2 separate regions of the Zea mays genome follow, and region 2 is linked to region 1. A link is a contact called in public Hi-C data. All regions are on one chromosome and are shown on one strand. Each heading gives the region's core, a stretch centred on a gene start, on an enhancer-like site or on the middle of the called end of the contact. The rest is flanking DNA. Distances are from core to core; before and after follow the strand shown.

Region 1 (5,064 bases), core at 947-3,446:
TACCCCTAAATTTTTCCCTCTATATCACTTTTCCCCCCTATTTTCCCCCTATTTTTTCATCTCCCGCAGCGGTTCCCCTAAATACTCCCCCTATACCCCACTACCACTATAAAATATCATTTTCTATACCAACTATCAATTTTTTATCTACTAACAATTAATCGTGGACCCACAACACAGTGTTTAGGGTGATGAACAGTGACACGCTAGATCTGGTGAAGAGAGAATGAGACCGACACGTAGGCGACGCTGTAAGGGGCACTGCTGCGGCCATAGGGTGCCCCTACAGCCGACATGCAAGTGGAGGGGGAGCGGTAGGGTCGACCGCTGCGGTCAGTCTCAGACCCGCCAAGCTGAGACACGCTCGGCTGAGCCGGCTCATTTCCACCCCTAGCCGAGTATTTATTTGGGCGGAGGGAGTACACTGGCAAATCTTTTTTTCACGGTTTCAGCAGCATTAAACTACACCAGCACGGCGGGACGTCGCATTAAACGGCTAGGGCCGGGCCGGGCCGGGTGCGGCCGAAAGCCCCCGCACGTGGGGTGGCCCGTGCGTGGCCGACAGGGCGGGCTCCAATGCCCATGCCGATGCCCCACTCCACGGCAGCGACGAGGTGGAGCCGCTCGCCGCCGCGCCACTTGCACCGCTGTCGCAATCGCTACAGGCCGGGGGCCGCCAAAGGCTCGATATTTTGCGGGAATTTTCCGTGCGGGGTACGTACGCGCGCGGCCACATATTGTGGCTCGATCAGATGAGATCTGCCTGTAGCTCGCGTGCGCCGCTGGCGCGGGCACCAGCTTGGGGCCTTGGCTTGATGTTTTTATACGGCGATCCTGCTGGCGTGTACTTGCTGTCCGAATATTTCCACGGATGGTAGGTGCCAATATTAGGCGGCACTGAGAGCGGATGTGGATCACGTCGGTCGAACTGGCAGCCACATGGATTGAGATTTTGGTGGATAACAACGTATCCAAGCGAGCTACGTACTAGTACGTCAGAGCCACTGTTGTGTACTGTAAAGATCGGTAGGCCAGCCTAACGCTGTAATAAACGCGCACCACCTACTCGTCGTGCGGCCTCGGATTCCATGCCTCCTTGCATATGCAGCCTTGCAGAGAGTATCGACTTCGTTCCTGGATCACAGGATGACTGCAGCCTGAGCCTGCACACCGCGCGGGCACTCGCCCGCCTCTATACATGTCGAATAAGCACGAGACCCGCGAGCCCGGCACGAAGCCCGTTATTTGGGCCCGGTTCGAGCCCGGCATGACCCGGTTCTATGCGGGCCTGGGCCGGCCCGGCACGAATAAGTGAGCCGGACTCGGACAAGAAACTAGGCACGGTGGGCTAGCACGTCACGGCACGTTTAACTCTAAGCCTGTTAAGCCCGCTTTTTTACACTAAAATATGCTTACCGGCCTGCATAGCCCGTTTTTCAGCCCGTTTTTTTCATGCTAAACGGGCCGGCCTGGTCCGTTTAGGCTTGTTGCGGTCCAGACTCGGACAGAAAATTGAGCCCGCGTGCCTAGACGGTCCGGTACAATTTTTTAACCGTGCCTGGCGGGCCGGACCCAAAACGGGCCGGGCTTCATCGGGCCCGGGCCCGGGCCGGACAGGGCTGCCCATTTGGACATCTCTACCCGCCTCCCCTGCGCGGACCACGAGCCCACGACACGACACCGGCCAGCGTGTCCCCCCGTACGCGCGCCACGCTTTTCACGGGCGGCGGGGTGATGCCCCGGCCGGCCCCGCCGCTGCGCCCACGCACGCACTCCTTTCTATACTTGTAGTCTTGTACCACTACCAGGCACCAGCTGCCGCGGTGCGCGGCGCAGGACGGCTTGGCATGTTGGCAAAGACCGACCCCCGACGAGGCAAGGCAAGGCAACGCGGGCGGCGCGATTCACGAGCGCGCGCCCAAGCCAAAGGAGTAAAGGACGACACGCGGTAGTATACAAACAACTCAACAAGTAGTATGTACTAAATAAGGTGACATAGACATAGACTGGAGGTAAACAAACACGGCATTGATAAACTGCAATTTGGTACACTATGTCACCTTTTTAATAGGAACTTTCCATTATACGAAAAAAAGTCAACCATATTTTGGCGAACATGGCTTGCTTCAAGGGACGCGACCGAGACGCGTGCAATAATGCGGAGCGGATGGGCCAGGCACGGATGGGACTTAAGGCCCACCGCGCACAAATGTCGCAAGACACGGCCAAGAGCGGGGCTGCGGACCGAGAGAGGAGGTGCTACAGGGACAAACGCGTGCAATATTTGCTCGCTGTTGCATTTGCTGGTGCTTCTGATCCTCTCGACCTCTCCCGCTCTCCCGCCTCTCCGGCGTCTCTGGTTTGTTCCGTGCTCGCACTTTTGGTTGGTGGATTGCAGATTTGCAGTCGTTGAGGAACCGGAGGCGACGATTATAGCCGGTTTAGCTCCTCAATCTCGTGGTCGAAGTCGAGGTCATGGACGGAGGGCGGCGATGGCGAGCCGCCATCGGCGAGAGCGATGGCGGGGCGGCGGCTCGGCGGGCGGGGCGGCGGTGGATGCACGGGACGTCTGGAGGAAGGAAGATAAGGAGAGAAAGAAGACGAGCGCCGAGTATAAATCCTAGCTCGACGTCAAGATCTGCGGCGCCAAGCTAGGTTGTCACGTGCGCTGCCACGTTGGTAAGCTCGGCGTCAAGATCTAGGTCGACGTCAAGATCTGTGACGCGGAGCTAAGTTGCCATGTGCGCTGCCACGTCGGTAATCTCGACGTCAAGATTTGTGGCGCCGAGCTAGGTTGCCACGTGCGTTGTCACGTCGGTAAACTCAGTGTCAAGATCTAGCTCGGCGTCAAGATCTGTGACGCGGAGCTAGGTTGCCACGTGCGCTACCACGTCGGTAAGCTCGACGTCAGGATCTAGCTCGGCGTCAATATCTGTGACGCGGAGCTAGGTTGCCACGTGCGCTGCCATGTCGGTAAGCTCGACGTCAAGATCTGTGGCGCCGAGCTAGATTGCCACGTGCCCTGCCACGTCGGTAAGCTCGGTGTCAAGATCCGTGACGTGGAGCTAGGTTGCCATGTGCGCTGCCACGTCGATAAGCTCGACGCTAAAAACTGTGACGTCGAGGCGTGTGAGCTCGGTGACATAACTTATGGCGCTCAGGTTTGGGTTTAAAACGACAAATAAGTCATAAAACGGCAAATAAGTTAGTCCAATTGTAAATTTTTGTAAACAAAAATTAAAAAAAAAACAAAAAAATCGGTCCAGTATGCCAACCTGCTGCTCGCCCGCTTGTCCGAGATCGGCGCGCCGACCCCGCGCCTCGTGGACACGAAGCAGCTGCATGCAAGCGACGTCATAGACGACCAGAACCGGTTGCAGTTCTCCGGGCGGAGCGCCATCTCCGAGATCTTCACGGACGGCGAGAAGGTCCAGGTCAGGACGACCTCGGGCGGCATGTCGGCCACGGTGTTCGACTACCGATGGCAGCGGTACGAGATGACATGCAAGCTATGGAGAGACAAGCACAAGCACTATCGGTTCATGGGGCAGGGGGGTGGAAGAATTTCCTGCAGTTCCACCATCTGACGATACCCAAAGAAGGCCGCTTGACACGGCGCGTAGCAGTTAATCTATGGGCGTTCCGCTCGCACGCGCGCTGCTGCCCGAGGTCAGGGACGATGGCGGCGAGGAGGAGCCCCGCCACCCGGACGGCGCGCTCGGGCTACTGTTCCTGCTCGACGACGAGGAGGGGGCGGTGGCGCGTGACGAAATCCAGGCAACACATTTTCTAGAGCGGATTTCCCTGTGGAGGCGCTTTCCCTGTTCCGGGCAAGGGCTGTAATACCGAAACGCAAACGCACAGAACGACGTCGGGTTTGAAAAGCACGCATCGATCGGGGCACTGTGTACGATCGCTTCCTCGTCCTGTGTTCTAGTAATTTTAGATTGTATTATTAGAACCAAAGTTGTTATATGGAATAATGATCAATTAGTGTTCGTTGTTGGCCCCCGGGACCCGATCCCTCTCCTTCTCTGACCTGACCCGACCCGACCGATCCAATCCATCCCCTCTCCATCTCCCATGACCATTAGTGTTTGGACGGAGCCATCGTCATTATTTGTTGGCATGTCTGTTAGTTAACACGTGCGACTCTCTCCGCTTATATAAATCTTCTCTATCAAGAGTTTTCTGCATCAAAATTATTCTCCAACTCTCGTTAGAGCATCTCCAACAATATCTTAAACTGGTGCATTAAATTGAAATAAGAGTCTCATTTCATAAAATTTAGTCAAAAAATTATAAGACATCATCTCAAATAACTCAAATATACTACACAGTAGTAGAATGATCTATAATATAGATTTGAAGATTTATTGTTGAAGGGGAATGTTTTCATGATGCCCTAAATTGGATATATTTTTGGATAAAATATATCAAATGCAGAACCGCCAAAACCCCCGCACGGGCAAAGGCGTAGCAAACTTGAGCGATGCCGCGGAGCAGCCAATGAAAAAAGAGCTGCATGCGAATTGCGATGGGAGCGGCGTCGCGCGCGCTCCGATCCTTTCCCGCAATTCCGAGTGTATACGATGTGGCCACAGTCCAAAGAGCGAGGACCGCGCGAATCTTTCTCCTCTCTCTCCGCGCGCCGCCGCCGCCCATCCGGTCTGCCGAATCTGATGGTGGTGCAAAGGACGATCGACAACGGCCGGACCCGGAGGCGGAGGAGGAGGACCGCGCGGCGACTACAGGGACGCGCCGCCATGCATTCCCATGCGGCCATGCGACCCCTTGTTGATTTGACTGCCCGCGTCCTGTACTGGAATCGTCGGCACGCGCACGTTCGTTCCGCGTACTCTCGCCACTCGGAATTCTCGGCCCATTCGTTGGAGCCTCCGATCCGAACAGACGACTCGCTCGCGAATCGCCAGCCGCCCAGGCCCAGCCCAGCCCAGAACGGAAAATCGAAACACTGCTGGCTCTTGGATTAGAAGCAATTGTACTTCAAGGGTAGCAGCAGGTCTTTTTTTTTGGGTAACAGTTACGATTGAAACTGTTGAC
Region 2 (5,064 bases), core at 1,226-3,725, 220 kb before region 1:
TGCAGACTTAGAGCGTGAAGTCGAAGCTGCTACACCAAGGATGTGGCTCGACAACGATGACGTGAGGTGAATCCCCCTTCTTCGTGGATTGGACTGCTTTGGAGGTTTGAGCGTATGCCCCTGGCAGGGCGGATGCTTGTTTGGAAGTCTCGTTGGTGAATAATCGGAGTTGTCTCGTTTGAGGTATCTCAAGGCTTGACAACGACGGTGCACCGTGGTCTTCCTCCACCTGGTGCTGGTGTTGTGGGTGTAGACGTAGTAGGGTTTCCTTTGGTCTTGTGTTGCCTGTCTTGGAGAATCGGAGTTGCTCGTTCTTTGTGTTGAGCTTGACAACGATGATTCTGGATGGGCTTTGTGTGTGGGTTATCGTCGTCTCGGTTGCTTATGCACCCTGTGTAGGTTTTTGGGTCCATTTTTCCTTAAAATTGATTCAATTCTATTTTTCTTTTTAATTGAGAGGTAGAGCTCCTGCCATTAAATTCAAAAAGAAAAGAAAAGTTTGCTTTCTAGTAAATATTTTTACAAAGTGGTCTCTATATGATAAGCTAACATGTTTAAAAAGTTGTGGAGTACTACATGATTATATAATTTTGTAGTGTACCACACATCCACGCCATGCACACCTTGACATGACATGACATCATTTTCCCTTCCACATGAATTCCTTATTAATTCTCGCAAATCATTAGCACGTGCATCTTCTACAAGGCTACCACCAGCTAATAGGAAGAAAAATTCGTGGACACCGGGTCCTATAATTTCCCTTTTTTTCTTGGCAAGGGAAAATAGTTCCTCACACGCCATCTATATATCTTCTAAGAAGGTCAACGGATGGCACTACAAAAGTAGCGCTCTGCCCGAGCGGGCTGCGTGAACTTCACAGATATGCAATTTCCTAATTCCCTACTGGTAGTACTCCGCGTGACTGAAGCTTTCGTGTGAAAACCGAAGAATGCAACGTCACATTCCACAACGAATTTGTTACCAATATAACGAGATAAATAAGGAATTAGGGGGCGTTTGAATGCACTATAACTAATAGTTAGTTGACTAAAAATTATTAGTTAAATTAGCTAGCTAACAAATAACTATCTAACTATTAACTAATTTACCAAAAATAGCTAATAGCTGAACTATTAGCTAAGATGTTTAGATGTTTTAACTAACTTTAGTCATTAACTATTAGTTTTAGTGCATTCAAACACCCATTAGTTACCTATCGGGCTCTTCGGCGCCCTCGATAATGGCGAAGACATTCTCAATCGTTGCCATCGAATCATTCCCCTGCAAAATCCAAAACAACAGCGTCAGGCCGGCTTCAAGGCAACGAGCCGAAAAGAAGGTGCCTCGAATCGAATTGTACATACAAGATATGTCAGGTTCAAAACTGCCGGCCCTGGCCCGAGGCGGTAAACGGGTCCGTCTTCACGGCCCTGCCAGTCCTCCGGCGCCACGGCCCCGCCCATGGCTCTGTGTATCTCCATCGCGTCCTGAGCCGATACCGGCAGGGCTGGGATGAGCGGCATGTCATCGGTATTCATGGCCTCCTCCAAGCTGACGCGCTCGCAGCCCTCGGACGATGCCCACATCGGCGTCGTCGGGTCCCCCACGCCCCGGAAGAGGCTCCCCACCTGCACACCGCTGGGCGGCAGCCACCGCGAGTCGGGGAACCACCCCTCACCGGGTGCGCCGCCGTACTGCAGCGGGTCAGTGTACACCACCGCGGCCGCGGCGCCGGCGGCGCGCGCGTTGTGCGCTATGTCCTCGCAGTGGATCCTCCCGTACCGCGCGAACGCGACCTTGCCCGCGACGTCCACGCCGCGGGAGGCGAGGTAAGAGAAGTCCTCCTCGCGGCCGTAGTTAGCATACACGGCCTCCGCGGAGACCGACCCGGAGGCCGAGTACGCGTAGAACGTCGGGATGGTCTCCGCCGCGGCTGCTGCGTAGGGGTCGTTGGGGTAGGTCTCCTGCTTTAGGGAGAAGGAGGTGACGACGCCGCGGCCTGGCGCCGAGAGGGAGAGGGAGCGGTGGACGGGGTAGGAGAGGAGGACGGAGTAAGGCGTGATGTGGGTGGGGAAGGAGAGCGCGGAGAGCGCGTCGAACACGTAGCGGGCGGTGAGGGCGTTCGCCTTGGTCCCCGCGACGTGCGGGTGGAGAGTGAGCGCTCGGAGGTGCGAGGCGGCGGTGTCGTTGGATCCGAGGGAGAGGAAGAGCGACGCGTAGTTCGGGACCGGGTTCGGCGCGGGGTGGAGCGCGAATAAGAGGAGACCCGCGAGGGAGGCGCCGAGGACGGCGAGCATGGAGGAGATGAGGCAGAGGAAGCGGCTGCGCGGGTGGGGCTTTGCCAGCGGCGGCGAGGGGGCGAGGAGCGAGGCCGCGTCGAGGTGGGACATGACTTCGGAGCTGGTGGGTGGTGTGCTCAGTCAGTGCTCTGCAATGGCGGCTAGCGGGACACGGACGGGGTTTAAAGCGGCGGGTGCTGTCAACTTCCACTCCTCGCACGCCGGACAGGTTACTTGATCTGGAATGTTGGTTGCGAAGCCAACGCTGGAGAATATTTGCCTCTGTCATAGATTTCATCGCGGTAGCTAGCTCTAGCTGCTGCTGCTTCTTTTTCTGAAAGGGAAATCGCCGGAAGCAGAGGATCCTTCGTTGGTCTTCCACGCCTCCACGGCTCCACGCTTTCACTTTTACATAGTGCGAGGGTGCTCCGTTCCCGGTTGCAGCTACACTGTCGTGATGATGGAGAAATTTGCTATTTGTCACCCTCAATTTTGGCTATCTATTATTATATTATCACGTGTCTATAACCGGTAAAATCATTAGTGTCTATAATTTGTAGGTCGGATGGTATATTGTTGAAGCCCACAGATGATAATGGTAAAATTATCAATGACTTTATGATGCTGTGATTTGTGAAGCAAGTGGCATAGTGGTACGTGGGGAAGATTAACTCCAACAGTTTACTCATCCTTATAACTATATTTAAACTTTATTCTATAAACAATATAGTCTACGGTGCTACGGTTTTTATATAGACTTTATTTAAATAAGATAATTGGTTAAACATGTTTTGAACATTTACAATAAGCATTTAAAAATCATAAGATGCTTGCGAGTACAGTGGCAATGGGGTTTTAAAGGGAAATATGTCCTTGGGCAATTTCTATAAGTATTTTGGTGATTAGATGTCCAACACATATTCTTTAAGTCCTAATGTGCCAAAGGTTGAAAAGTGCAAATCAAGGCATGAGGTATATTTCTAGACTTAGTACATTTGTTTTTGAATACTAATGAGGTTATCTAAGTGCTAGAAACAGTACTAAGAAGAAGAGAATCGAATTACAAAAGACTTGGTTGTGTGCAGTTAAACTCCTGTTCGGCCTGGCACATTGGATTGTCCGGTGGTGCAACGGACTGTGTTCGGTGCGCCAGGCTGGTCTGCGTGAACTCGCCGCTCTTGGGACTCAACGACGGCGTACGACTAAAAATCACCGGACTGTCCGGTGGTGCACCGGACTGTCAGGTGAGTCATCTGCGACGAACTCGTTGCTCTCGGGAATGAAGAAAGGCGACGTGGTTATAATTCACCGGACTGTCCGGTGAGCCAACAGTCGCCTGCGCCAACGGTCGGCCGCGAAATCTGCGGGCGACGCGTGGCAGCTCCAACGGTCGGAAGGAGGCACCGGACTGTCCGGTGTGCACGGGACAGTGTCCGGTGCGCCAACGGGCCTGGAGCTGCAACGGTCGACTGTGCCCGTTTTGGAAGGAAATCGCGCACCGGACAGGCTACAGTAGCTGTCCGATGGCGCACCGGACTGTTCGGTGCGTCACTTGACAGAAGGCAGGAATTGCCTTCCAAAATTGTCTCCAACAGCTCCTAGCTGTCTTGGAGCTATAAAAGGGGTCCCTAGGCGCATGGAGGAGTCACTCAAGCATTCACTAAGCATCGTAAGACTCCAAGACTCCAACTCCACGCATTTGATTCTCTGTGTTAGTGATTTGAGCTCCATTTGAGTTGCGAACTCTGTGTGTTGTGTTTCGAGCTCAAGTCGTGACTTGTGTGCGTGGTTGTGCTGCGAATTTGAGTCTTGTGTGTGTTGCTCTCCCAACCTTACTCTTGTGCGTTCTTTGTGATCAATATTGTAAGGGCGAGAGGCTTCAACTTGTGGAGATTCCTCACAAACGGGAAGAAGACTATAAGGAAGAAAGTCGTGGTATTCAAGTTGATCATTGTATCACTTGAAAGGGGTTGAGTGCAACCCTCGTCTATTGGGACGCCACAACGTGGAAGTAGGCAAGTGTTACTTGGCCGAACCACGGGATAAAAATCGTGTGTCTCTTGTGTTACTTTCTCTGTGATTGTTTTGTTCACAAGAACTCGCCTCAAAGCTACTTAGTCGCATTAATTCTTTCATAACTAAGTTTTGTGGCTATTTAGTGTTTGATTTTACAGGATCACCTATTCACCCCCCTCTAGGTGCTCTCAATTGGTATCAGAGCCGTACTCTTCACCTAAGGGACTAATCGTCCAAAGAGATGGATCCTAAGGGAAAGGGGATGGTGGTCAACGACAAGGAAAAGGAGTCCTTCCTCAACGAGCCTAGAGACGACAAGCGAACCGACTCAGGCTCGAGTCACAAGAAAAGAGACGGGAAGAAGAAGAGGCGCACCAAGAAGATCATATACTACGACAGTGATGCCTCGTCTTCTTCACCACACGACGACGACGATGACTCCTCGTCAAAGAAGAAAACAGTTAATCAGAACTATTCATTTGATTATTCTCGTATTTCGTACAATTCTAATGCTCATTTGCTATCAATTCCACTTAGGAACCCCCCCACTTTGATGGAGAAGACTATTCTTTTTGGAGTCATAAAATGCGTAGTCATTTATTTTCTCTCCATCCTAGTATCTGGGAGATTGTTAAAAACGGAATGCACTTTGATAGTACTGACAATGCCATGTTTATTAATGAGAAAATTCATAAAAATGCCCAAGCCACTACTATTTTGCTAGCATCTCTATGCAGGGATGAATACAACAAGGTTAGCGGCTTGG

The links. A called contact is a pair of places that touch in the nucleus more often than the background predicts.
Region 2: a contact with region 1 is called in a Hi-C map of leaf, with 7 times the contacts expected there. The contact joins the promoter of LOC100280279 here to the enhancer-like site in region 1. A contact is called at or near these places in 4 of 25 Hi-C or Micro-C datasets (bundle sheath, ear, leaf and 1 more).

Annotation. Positions count from the first base shown.
Region 1 is chr3:204,503,768-204,508,831 of Zm-B73-REFERENCE-NAM-5.0, reverse strand. No RefSeq gene overlaps it. Among protein-coding and RNA genes, the nearest start is that of LOC100283620, 26 kb to the right of the region's middle. Within about 2 kb of position 2,196, at least 20 of the 20 cell types and tissues checked have an H3K27ac peak or open chromatin away from gene starts, as enhancers often do. A contact at or near this core is called in bundle sheath, ear, leaf and 1 more, where this site is marked.
Region 2 is chr3:204,728,971-204,734,034 of Zm-B73-REFERENCE-NAM-5.0, reverse strand. It overlaps LOC100280279, which reads right to left and starts at 2,475. Exons shown (of 12, transcript NM_001361036.1): 1 at 1,368-2,475; 2 at 1,217-1,284. The coding sequence starts at 2,393.